Linked DNA regions of Mus musculus: region 2 is linked to region 1. Evidence: chromatin contacts called from public HiChIP or PLAC-seq data. All regions are on one chromosome and are shown on one strand. The core of a region is the stretch at or near the end of the contact, and the rest is flanking DNA. Distances in the headings are between cores, read along the strand shown. Region 1 overlaps Elk3 (ELK3, member of ETS oncogene family). Region 2 holds the start of Elk3 (ELK3, member of ETS oncogene family).

Evidence for each region. HiChIP or PLAC-seq counts read pairs in DNA pulled down with a chosen protein or histone mark.
Region 2: an H3K27ac HiChIP or PLAC-seq map of microglia shows a contact between it and region 1, with 2.3 times the contacts expected there. The contact joins the promoter of Elk3 here to the enhancer-like site in region 1. A contact is called at or near these places in 3 of 39 promoter capture datasets (3T3-L1-derived adipocytes, macrophages and second pharyngeal arch cranial neural crest), 2 of 484 Hi-C or Micro-C datasets (muscle stem cells and stem cell-derived neural progenitor cells), 7 of 115 datasets of contacts at active chromatin or transcription factors (CD8 T cells, embryonic fibroblasts, embryonic stem cells and 2 more) and 3 of 9 other capture datasets (adipose tissue, liver and pancreatic islet).

What each region holds. Positions count from the first base shown.
Region 1 is chr10:93,259,992-93,265,349 of GRCm38.p6, reverse strand. Elk3 (ELK3, member of ETS oncogene family) reads left to right here. Exons shown (of 5, transcript NM_013508.2): 3 at 1-470. Among named protein-coding and RNA genes, the nearest start is that of Gm32551, 22 kb to the left of the region's middle. Within about 2 kb of position 2,934, at least 188 of the 459 cell types and tissues checked have an H3K27ac peak or open chromatin away from gene starts, as enhancers often do. A contact at or near this core is called in CD8 T cells, adipose tissue, embryonic fibroblasts and 5 more, where this site is marked.
Region 2 is chr10:93,309,048-93,314,405 of GRCm38.p6, reverse strand. It overlaps Elk3 (ELK3, member of ETS oncogene family), which reads left to right and starts at 3,247. Exons shown (of 5, transcript NM_013508.2): 1 at 3,247-3,654.

The DNA of each region.
Region 1 (5,358 bases), core at 1,685-4,184:
GGACTGTGATCAGGTTTGTGACCAATAAAACCGACAAGCACATCACCAGGCCTGTGGTGTCCCTGCCTTCCACATCCGAGACCGCTGCGGCAGCGGCATCCGCTTTCCTGGCCTCGTCTGTCTCAGCCAAGATCTCCTCTTTAATGTTGCCAAATGCTGCCAGCATTTCGTCTGCGTCACCCTCTTCATCTCGGTCCCCATCCCTGTCCCCCGACTCTCCCCTCCCTTCTGAACACAGAAGCCTCTTCCTGGAGGCAGCCTGCCATGACTCGGATTCTCTGGAGCCCCTGAATCTGTCATCGGGCTCCAAAACCAAGTCTCCATCTCTTCCCCCAAAAGGCAAAAAACCCAAAGGCTTGGAAATCTCTGCACCCCAACTGTTGCTCTCCGGCACCGACATCGGCTCCATCGCCCTCAACAGCCCAGCCCTCCCCTCAGGATCCCTCACTCCAGCCTTCTTCACCGCACAGGTAAGCACTATTCCCGGGATCCTAGCTGGATGCAGGGAGAACCACCCCTGTTCTCCTTGGGAGAGATCCCTTGGCCAGTGTCGCAACATCACTGTATATGCTGAGAGAGAGAGGCACACATGCGGAAAGGCTTGGTATCCTGGTAACAGAGGGATATTACCAGAGTAACCATGTGGGGAGACCTCTAGGGTCATGGCATTTGAGGGGGGGGCATTTAGGCCTTAGGAAGTTTTTAAGGCATATTATTTTTGGAGGCACTCATAAGCCATGTGCTTCCTGATAAGAAAAATCATGTTCACAGATTAAAGTCAGTATAAAGCTGTGTGGGTCATGGTGACCTTTAACAAGAAACACAAGGGTGACATGCAGAAGGAAAGTCCCTACCAAAAGCAGGGCTGCTGTGGGGAAGCTCAGGTCCCATGGGGAGAGAAGGGAAAATTCATGGGGTGTGTAAGTCTTAGCTGCTGGGAGCCCCTGGGAAAGGTGGCCTTTTTCCCTTCAGAAGTGTCACAGTGGTGTCTGGTTCAGCTGCCGGGCAGACAGGTTGGGTGGTTCCAGATCAAAGCAGAAGCAAGCTAGTGGTAGAAGGTGGCAGCGTTGGGCTAGATTCTGCTTCGTAGGTGTGGGAAAGTGGGTATCTGCTTTCTGGGTGATGCTCTATAGTAACAACACATTAGGACGGTGGGCATGCTACCCTACTCAGCCAGCTCCAACTGGCAGGCGTCATTGTCCTGGAGCTTTGAGGCTCCATGCCAGATTATGCTGCAGGTGGCCTGGAATTCCCAGCTCTGCCTCTGTCCTTGTCATAGCTGTCCCTGTCAACTCCCAACAGTAGCCACCAAATTCTTCCCATGTGCCAGACACCTGCTCCACATCACCCACCTTGCCACCTGTGTCATAGCAGCTTCCCTCCCCCCAGCCTCTGTGTAGATACTGTTGCCATTACAACTGCCTGGCTGAGGTGGCTGGGGTTCAGAGGTGAAGTGCCTTGACCTGGATCCAAAGCTGTAAGTCGGAAGGATGAGTTTGGAGCCACTTTGCATCCAGCATCCATCCACTCTGAAGCTAAAGTCTCTGCCATCCCTTGGGGAGAAGACCCGGCCGCTCTTACCCTGACAACAGTCCGTGGGGTGTGCAGACCAGCGGCCAGCAATTCTTTGCTACTTTGCTTTCTTTGCCAGGCTTCCCAGGGGTCACGTGGCAGCTTATTTTTGTGAAGTGACTTGAGGAACTGTGCTCATTTCTGAGGAGAGGCCCAGGACTCCGGTAATAGGTTGGAATGGGCACATACACACTCCCAAATTAGCATTCCCTAACAAAGCAGGGCTGCCAGGCAACAGGCGAGAAACCTGCCTCTCAAGTAGCAGCTCAGGCAAGTAAGAAGAGTGAGAGCTGCCAGGCAGAGTCCGGGCCTTAGTGTTTAAGACTGTAAGGCTGAGAGTGGTCCAAAGTCAGGCCAAGGTCATCCCCGGTTTCGGCGTCTGTGTTCTCTGTGAGCCTGCATCCCCTTCTCTGAGCAGAGTGGGGCCGACACCAACCCTGTCTATTTCAAGGAAAATTGCTACCGTGGCTTTGGTCCTAGATACCGTGAACTCAGTGGGGGCCTGGGATGGCAGGGCAGGGGATAGGAGGAGAGGGACCTTGACCTGAGAGAGGGATCCTAACATGTGGACAGAGAGTTAATCCCCAGAGACAGAACCTACCAGAGTGGCCTAAAACCTAGAGAGAATGCTTAGGAAGCTGGACTTCTGGGACAGAGGGCCTGTGCCCTCAGGCACATGGGGGTCAGGCTGACAGGATACAACTTTCATTGAGTGACTACTCAATGAAAGGAAATCCAATGGGGCCTAGGCTTTGAGAGACAGAGAGAGAGAGAGAGAGAGAGAGAGAGAGAGAGAGAGAGAGAGAGAGAGAGAGAGAGAGAGAGAGAGAGAGAGGGGGGAGACACAGAGAGACACAGAGAGAGAGACAGAGAGAGAGAGACAGAGAGACAGAGACAGAGACAGAGAGAGAGACAGAGAGAGAGAGAGAGAGGGGAGACACAGAGAGACACAGAGAGACACAGAGACAGAGAGAGAGAGACAGAGACAGAGAGAGAGACAGAGAGAGAGAGACAGAGACAGAGACAGAGACAGAGTCATAGAGAGTGAGTGAGCTTGGAAAGAGGTGTCACACAGTTAGTAAAAGAGGCTGCTTAGGGACATAGTGTAACCTCAGGAGCTAAATGCCACCAGAGACTACATGCACCTGGAATGGTGCTCTGCTCCTATGGGCTGTGGGTAGTCAACTGAGAGGGAGAGAAGGGCAAAGATCTGGTAAAACTCAGCCTCCTTTCAGCCATCAGTGGTTTAACTCTGACCAGACAGGCCACTAAGGGGTTAATCACAACAAGCTTCCTGTTCTACAGGATTAGGCTATGCTTGAAGTCGGTATAAGATTTAGATCAGTAGTAAAGCTCCGCCCGACGCCCCAGGGCGTCCTCCAGAAGCTGACCCATCCACTCTTAGCTCTCCCACTCACCCTTAGTGTTCCCTTCTGGGGGGCGGGGCTCAGAAACAGAATGAGCACTCCTAAGGGAGTGCTCACTTCAGAGAGGGGGCGGGGGAGAGGTGTGCTCTACTAACCCAGTCCCCTGTAAATGAGGCGCCTTGACAAGACATATCACATGATCACTGTCCTTTCCCACATGTGTCATGGGGTCTACATTCAGATTTGAACATTCTGTCTTCAATTCGATGTGCAGAAAGCCAGAACAAATGTGCCTCTCTCACAGTGTCAGAGCCGCCTCCCGTCAGGAACACTGGCGAAGCCGCTGACAGGAGCTGCAAAGAGCGGAGGACATGACTCTTGGTGCTAAGTTTATGATAAATAGTGTCCGGGCAGGGACTTCTCCAACAAGGGGCTGGAAGACTCAAGCAAAAGTCAGCTAGGTACAGAGAAAAATGATGGCGTCAGAGCTCAGCCACGGAGGTCCCATCTGAATGTTGCTGAAAAGCAAGGCGCTTGCTTGTCCCCGTTGGCACAGGCTACCGAATGTTAGGCAGAGGGGAAGGAGCTGGGGTGTGAAGCCCTCCTGGCCTCTAGCCAGGCACCTTGGCAGCCGAGGTGGCAGCTGAAACTCCTGACTCCTCTGCATGCTGGTTTCATCTGTCCCTCTTCCTGCCACATCCCATCTGTGTCCCGTTGCTCCTGTCCCCCCAAGGTGAAGTTAATTCGGAATCCAAGGCATTGTATTTCTCATTTCTGCCAAGACTCGTGTTCGTCTCACCTGTGCTGTCCAAGATGCTGAAATCTGAGCTGTTTCAGCACTGGGCACGCATCTCCATCAGAGTCTGAGTATGTGCGCCTCAGGCTGTTTGCTCGGCAGCCTGGGATTAGTGGCTGAGTGGAGACAGCCTGCTCGGTTTGAAATGCTGAAGCCTACTTCCTCTATTCTGGGGTAGCGGAGACAGCTCTGAGGCCAAGTCAGAAAAGTGGGAGTCTGGAGCAGTGTAGGAGAACCTACAGAGTGCGAGCATCCTGTCCCCCTACACCCCACTTCTGGTGTGGTTTCCATCTTCCTGTCTCTTGCCATTATCATCAAAAGAAAAACATTTTCCCCCCTCTCCCTTCTCTCCAGGGTTGTTCAACTTCCTTCTTCTTCTGTTGACCTTTCCCCAGACAGGCCTCCATCTCTGACCATGATGACCTTTCCTCCAGGCAGAGAACTTCCTTGTAGGTCTCTGCAGTACAGGCTAGGATGGTTCTTGGCTACCAAGTTGTAGGTTGCCCCAGAGAAACAATAAAGGGAGTGCCTTTTCTCCTTGCGCCCTGGGGTCCCATGCTGCCCCCTCTCCTCTCTTCTTCTAGTGACTACTCAATGGGTCATCCATCTCTTCTGGTCTGCCTCCATCACTCTCTCCCTCTCTCTCTCTCTCTCTCTTTCTCTCTCTCTCTCTCTCTCTCTCTCTCTCTATATATATATATATATAAAACTTATTTATTGTGTATGTGATGTGGGCTAGTGTGCACATATGGAGGTCAGAGGACAACTTGTAGGAGTTGGTTCTCTCCTTCCACCATGTGAGTCCCACAGATAAAACTCTGACTTGGTGGCAAGTGCCTTTACCCCTGGCCCAGCTATTGAAAATAATGTTGAACTCTGGGGCGCCATTTTTATGGACTCCGTTGGCCTCTGTGCCACTTTTAAGGTATATGTGTAAGGGCTTCTCCTTCACTCTTCCTGAAGTCCCAATGGTTTCCTAGTGTCTCCAGCACCCACTCAAGACATCACCAAAGACATCTTCTCACTGCCACTGGGCAGGCCACACCCAGTCTCTTCTCTGCCTCCTTTCTAATCAGTTCACGTGGAGCTAGTCACTGAACACCCAGGCACTTGCTTGCTGCCTCAGGGATACCAAGATTAGTATATAGATGTGGTTCTGGTTCTCATGAGCTTACAGCTGCTGCCCGGAAATAAAGAATAGGGGTCAAATATAATTTCTGGTCATGAAAACTGCCCGAGAAGTTGAGACATGGTTTGATAGGAAATTAACAACTTCTAGAGGCATAAGCCAAGTGGAACACGGATGCCTTGTAAGAATTAGTAAATGATCACTGAACATAAATTTTTGCAAGACATGAAAAGGATGGGAGAAGTGATCTATTTTACAACCTTACACTGCACATAAATTTTTGCAAGACATGAAAAAGATGGGAGAAGTGACCTATTTTACAACCTTAGGACCTATCCCTGCTGAAGTACACACATACATGCACACATGCACACAAGACAGTTACATCCTACAGAGGAGACCTGAGCAGCACAAACAAGTACGTTTGGCTCAGTTCCTGAAACCTGACGGGAGCACTCCCCACCCCCTTCCCGTGTAAGCTGCCAGGGTTGGCA
Region 2 (5,358 bases), core at 1,998-4,497, 49 kb before region 1:
ATGTACAAATGAATAAGCATGTCTATCTCCCAATAAAACTTTATGGATGCTGAAATCGAATTTTATGTAACATGCACAGGTTACAAAATGTTACTCTTTAAAAGTTTTGTTTTCAGCCATTTAAAAATATAAATTCTTGGGCTTGGGATCAAGCCCTGTACATAGATAAGCAAATGGTTATCTAATATGCACAAAGCCTGGGACTTGATCCTTAGCATCACAAAAATAAATAAAAGTAAATAAATTCTTAGTATTCCCAGTAGCCCAGAGATGGAGACAACTCAAATGCCCATCAACAGTGGGTGCCTCTATACATGCTTTGCCTTGGCCTGAAGGACATTGTGCTAAGTGGAATAAGCCAGTCGAGGACAGACAGATATTGTATGGCTCTGTTTCCGTGAAGCATCTCATCACATTCATAGAAGCAAGAAGTAGAATGAGACTTACCAAAGGCTTGGGGCAGGGTAGGGTTGGAGGGTGAAGGTTAGTTACTGGTTACAGAATTACAGTTTTACAAGATGAATGCTTCCTAACAAAGCATGCAGGCTTCACACAACTGAAGTAGACATTTTAAACGGGTACATTTTACTGCTGTATTTTCAAAGCTACAATTGAAAGAGGTGAATTCTTCCACTTAAGCCTGGCAAATTTGGTTATTCTTTTTTCCTTTTTTCAAACTATAATTACTAAAAGAGAGTCTTCTTCGCTACACAGAAACAGGCAGTAGACTCCCGAGACAGTCCAAATCCATGCTTCGAAGCGTCCCTAGCAAACCCTCTAACCACAAGGAGTGGGAAGGCCAGCTCCTGAGAGGCCACCCACCAGTCTGTGAAACGCCTGTGAACACACTTTCAAATGGAATTCACCAACATTTTTAAACCCTAGTCCGTAATGCATGCTGTTTTAATGCAAACTTGGCTCTCACTGCTCTAAAAGAAAAAAATCGGTAGAAACTGTTGCTTGTTCAAGCTCAGTGCCGGAAGGGTCCTTCAGTGAACACTTTCCCCAGAGTGGGCTGCCTTTCCATCGGTCCGTTTGGATGTCCATTCCCAAACACTAACCCCCCCGAGGCACCCCAAATAACTTAAGCCTCTTCAAAGTAACAATGACTAGCCACTTTGTGGTTTCTCTCCAGAATGACCAATGCTCAAGTGGCCAGTATTTACCTGTTCTGTTCTAATTGTTTTAGGTTGATTTCTTTTCCTAACCCTAACTCTAACCCTGCTTTCTTATCTACCTTTTCTTTTTCCTTTTTTTTTTTTTTTTTTTTTTTTTTAGTGCTGGAGATTGAACTCATGGCTTTGTACAAGAGAGGCAAGTAATTTACCCCCAAGCTAAATCTCTAACGAGACCTGACCATCTGATTTCTAGAGCTTGCTTTCTGAGTGGCTGTATAGGAACGCCACCTCCCAATCTCCCCCAAGAGAGTGGGGTACCACTTACAAATGACGAACCTTTCTTGACACAACCTCCCCTGAAACCCACAGTTCACCTGATGGCTCACTCCTGATGATAATTCGTGATTACAGGTACCCACCTGTATAGCTTCACACGGAGCAGTTCATGGCTGGCCCCCCAAAATCTTGTTCTGACTACTCATCCCTTCCTGTCCCCAACCCCTGGTGACCAGAACTTTCTCACTGCGCCAATAGTTCTGCCTTTTCTGGGAGAGGTGGGATCATACAGCACGTAGCCCCTTCAGATTAGCTTCTCCCAAGTGGATACTTTCTAAAATAAAAAGCAACATGTATTCCTAAGTGTGGGAGCTTCCGAGTTGGATGATAAATCTAAATCCACACTCTGCATTCAGTTCACATGGACAGCTGGATCATATAGGGACACAGTCTGAGTTTTGCTGAGTGACTGGAGAAGCCAACTAGGGATTTTAAATGATAATCTCCAAAGTGGAAAATTAGCTGTGGAAAATCAGGGTTTGATAGACAGCCCCCTTTCCCATAATTCCTCCTTCTGTTTCACATCTTACCTTGGTCCCCCTCCCTCCTCTCCCCACCACCATTGTCTCTTCTCAGAGCACGGGCAAGCCTGGTCCTCAGTGTATAACCAGCAGGTTATACACATCAGTGATTAAGCAAAAATGCTGCCCTTGTTTAACAAGGTGTTCTGACAGGCACCTGCAGATGTGCGTGTGTGGGGTGGGTATTAACATCCCTGAATTCAATCTAGAACCTTTAATAGTAACCAGATACTCAGAAACAAGCAATCTTTCAGAGAGATAGCAAATGCTAATGGGGGGGGGGCAAGGAAATGTCAGAATGTTGTCCTGCTGACCTGGAGACTTGGCCATTGGTCTGGGATAAGTACGCTGTGGCTAGTTTGCAAAGCACCCCTTACTCTCAACGCGATTCTGTTATTGGGGCTTCCAATCACACCAGACACATTGAGGTGAGGGCTTAAGGGTTACAATTAGGGCTTTAATGAGCCATGTACTCTCATGCCAAACGTTCAAGATTGAAAACTACTGGTCAGAAAGCCCCAAAGGCAGGGGACTGGAAGGTTCTGGAAGGCTGGGGCTGGAGGAACTGTATACAGGGTTTGTTAATAAGAGACCCATTCCCTCCTGCATCCTCCGAGCAATGCCCAACTCTCCAATCAGATCCTGGCCATTGTCCTCAGGGGCGGGGAGTCCAGTCTTGAAACCACAGGGTACCCCTTCCCCTGTCTCAAGCCACCTGGAGCGCCTAAGCAGTGCCTGTCTAAAGCCACTTCACTCATCTCTTTTCTAAGACACAAGGCTCCTAGTTTGTGGCTCTTAAGAAAGTATTCCCAAAAGAGGATCCCAACTCTAAAACTGCCTCCAAATTATTACTATTAATATTAATTATAGTGCTGCTGTTAAATATGCCCCGACAGTAACTCTATCCGACAGCATCTTAGGAAGACTCCATCTCCCTTTGTGCACGCTTATGTTTTTCACCCTCATCTCCTCTGGTCCGCAATAAAAGCAGCCCGGTTCCCAGAGCATCCAAAGTCCTGAACCCCACTCGCCATCCCTCCTGTCCCTAAACTCTTCTTCTATGCCTATGGTAGAGAAAAGCTCGCTTAGGGACCTCCCTTTCGGGGCACCATTAGCAGGGCACGAACCCAGGGTGATGCCAAACTTAGGAACCCGAGGGCTCAGGAGCCGACGGAGCCCCCGCCGAGTGGAGAGACGGCGGCCTGGCCGGCGGGTCCCCAGGCTCCTCCCCTGGGGTGGCCGAGCAGGAAGCGGGGCGGGCACGGCGCGGGGGCGCGCGGGGCGTGCGGGCGGGCGCGGGGCCCGGCGCCGGGGGTATGCGCGGGTCTGGGCGGGCAGCCCCGGCGCACAGCCGCGGCCCGGGCGCACGGCGCGGGGCGGAAAAGCCTGTTTACACAGACTGCACACCGCCTGGGGAATAATGCAGTAAAGGAAGTGAGCAGGCTCGGCCTGACTGCTCCAACTTCCTGCTCTCACACACACCAGAGGAGGGGGGGGGGGGAGAAAAAAAAAAAGAGGAGCGAGAGAAAGAAAAAAAAAAGAGGGGGGAAAATCAGGATCTCATTACAAGAGCAACAGACCGTCTGCAGACGCCTGTCAGCATGGAAAGTCGGGGGCTTTCGCCCGGTTCCTCCTAGAAATCTCCCCAAGAAGACTCCCAAACGCTCCCCCACGTCTGGGTAGGTTGCAGGACTGTTTGCCTGTTGCTCCAGCGCTTGCAAAGTTTTCTTCGGGCTATTTTTTTTTTTTAATTTTTCCTCTTTTTTTTTTTTCTCCTTTCTCCTTCTTTCTTTTCTTTGGCTGGTGGGGGTGGGGTTGTGGGCGCTGTGGGGTGAGTTGTAGACTGCGTTGGGGGAGGATGGGGGTGCGTCCCCGCGGGGGAGGATGCTGTGCGTCGCCACCGCCACCGCCACCGGCGCCACCCCGGGAGCTCGTGCTCGGGCCTGGGGTCTGCACTGCGAAGCCCGGAGGAGACACCCTGAGTGCAAACTCCTGTATCCCTGCAGCGAGGCTCCGGGGCTCTGGGATTAGGGATAGTGGTCGAAGCGGGCTGCGTGGCTGGAGGCTGGATTGTCACTGACCTCCAGCCGGGGTTGCGGTCCGGATCCCTTCAGGATGGGCACCGAGGCGCGAGTGTTCGGATTCAGGGGAGAGCACAGGGGTGGAGAGGGAGCGGAGGACTTGGGCCATGGAGATGTGGGGCCCGGGGCTACGTCCACTCTCTCTGGGCAGGTGACCCCCGCCCAGGTCACCGCCCCAGGCGCACGCCCAGTCTAATGGACATTTAAAAGCCGGCCGAGTCGGCTAGTCCAGATTCGGATTGGGGAGATGGGCCAGGCAAGGGATGAACTTGAAACTCTCAGCTCTTTAACTTCCAACTGCCTGCTGGCCTGTAATGTTACTGGAACTTTTTTTTAAGGGGGGGGGGCTTGAAATTGGGAGGCGGGAGCTAAAAATATTAAATGGTCTCTGTTTTGTTACGACCGAATCATTCCGAGGATAAGCTGCAGTTACGCGGCGGGTGGGGGTGGAAGCAAGAAAGGCTATTTCAGAAACTGCAAAAGGGGCTTTTTAGAAGGAAAAAAAAAAAGAGTGTCGGGAGAGTTTCTGGCTTGTCTGGAAACGGCAAGACTAATTGCCGTGCGCTTCCGCTTTGAAACTGGCTGCAGACAGCATCTTGAAAATGACTCACTGAGGAGCTCACAAAGAAACTGCGGCTTGCTGCTGCTTCTCAGGTTTATGTATTTGTGCCTTTTACAGTTTCCTTTGTAGTGTTTGAGGGTCCCCCGCCCCTTCCCTGCCGGCCCCCTCCAGCCCTCCCCATCTCGAAAGCCCCTCGCCGTCCTATAACTCCCTGCAGTGCTCTGCCGGAGGTGGGGAGGGGGGGGCAGTTGGGGGGGGGGCGTATGGGGGGGGGAAGCCGAGTTGTTTTTGGAGTTGGCTGGGGAGAGGGTTAAAGGGATTCTGCTGCTGCAGGGGGAAAAATGTTCCTTGAATTTTCCACTGGCTGCTGCAGGAAGAGAGAGCCCTTTAGTCATTGCTAAGTAATGTCTGCACACACACACACACACACACACACACACACCCCGACTAATCGCATTGGGAGTTTCCGCTACTCCGCACAGGAGGGGTTTTGTGCGAGCCACTGTCTGCCTGCAGACTTATTGACTTAGAGGTGCCTTCTCCACCCCTGCCAGTCTTTCTAGGGCACACTCTCAAAAAACTTGGCAGTCCCTTTGGCCATTTTGGGTCTCAGTCATGCTTTCCTGGGGGGCGGGGCTGGGAGAGGGAGAGAGAGAGAGTTGTATGTATGTTCTGTTTTGTTCTCTGATGTTCAATCAACTCTTACACAAACACACATGCCTGCCCATCCTCTCCCATCT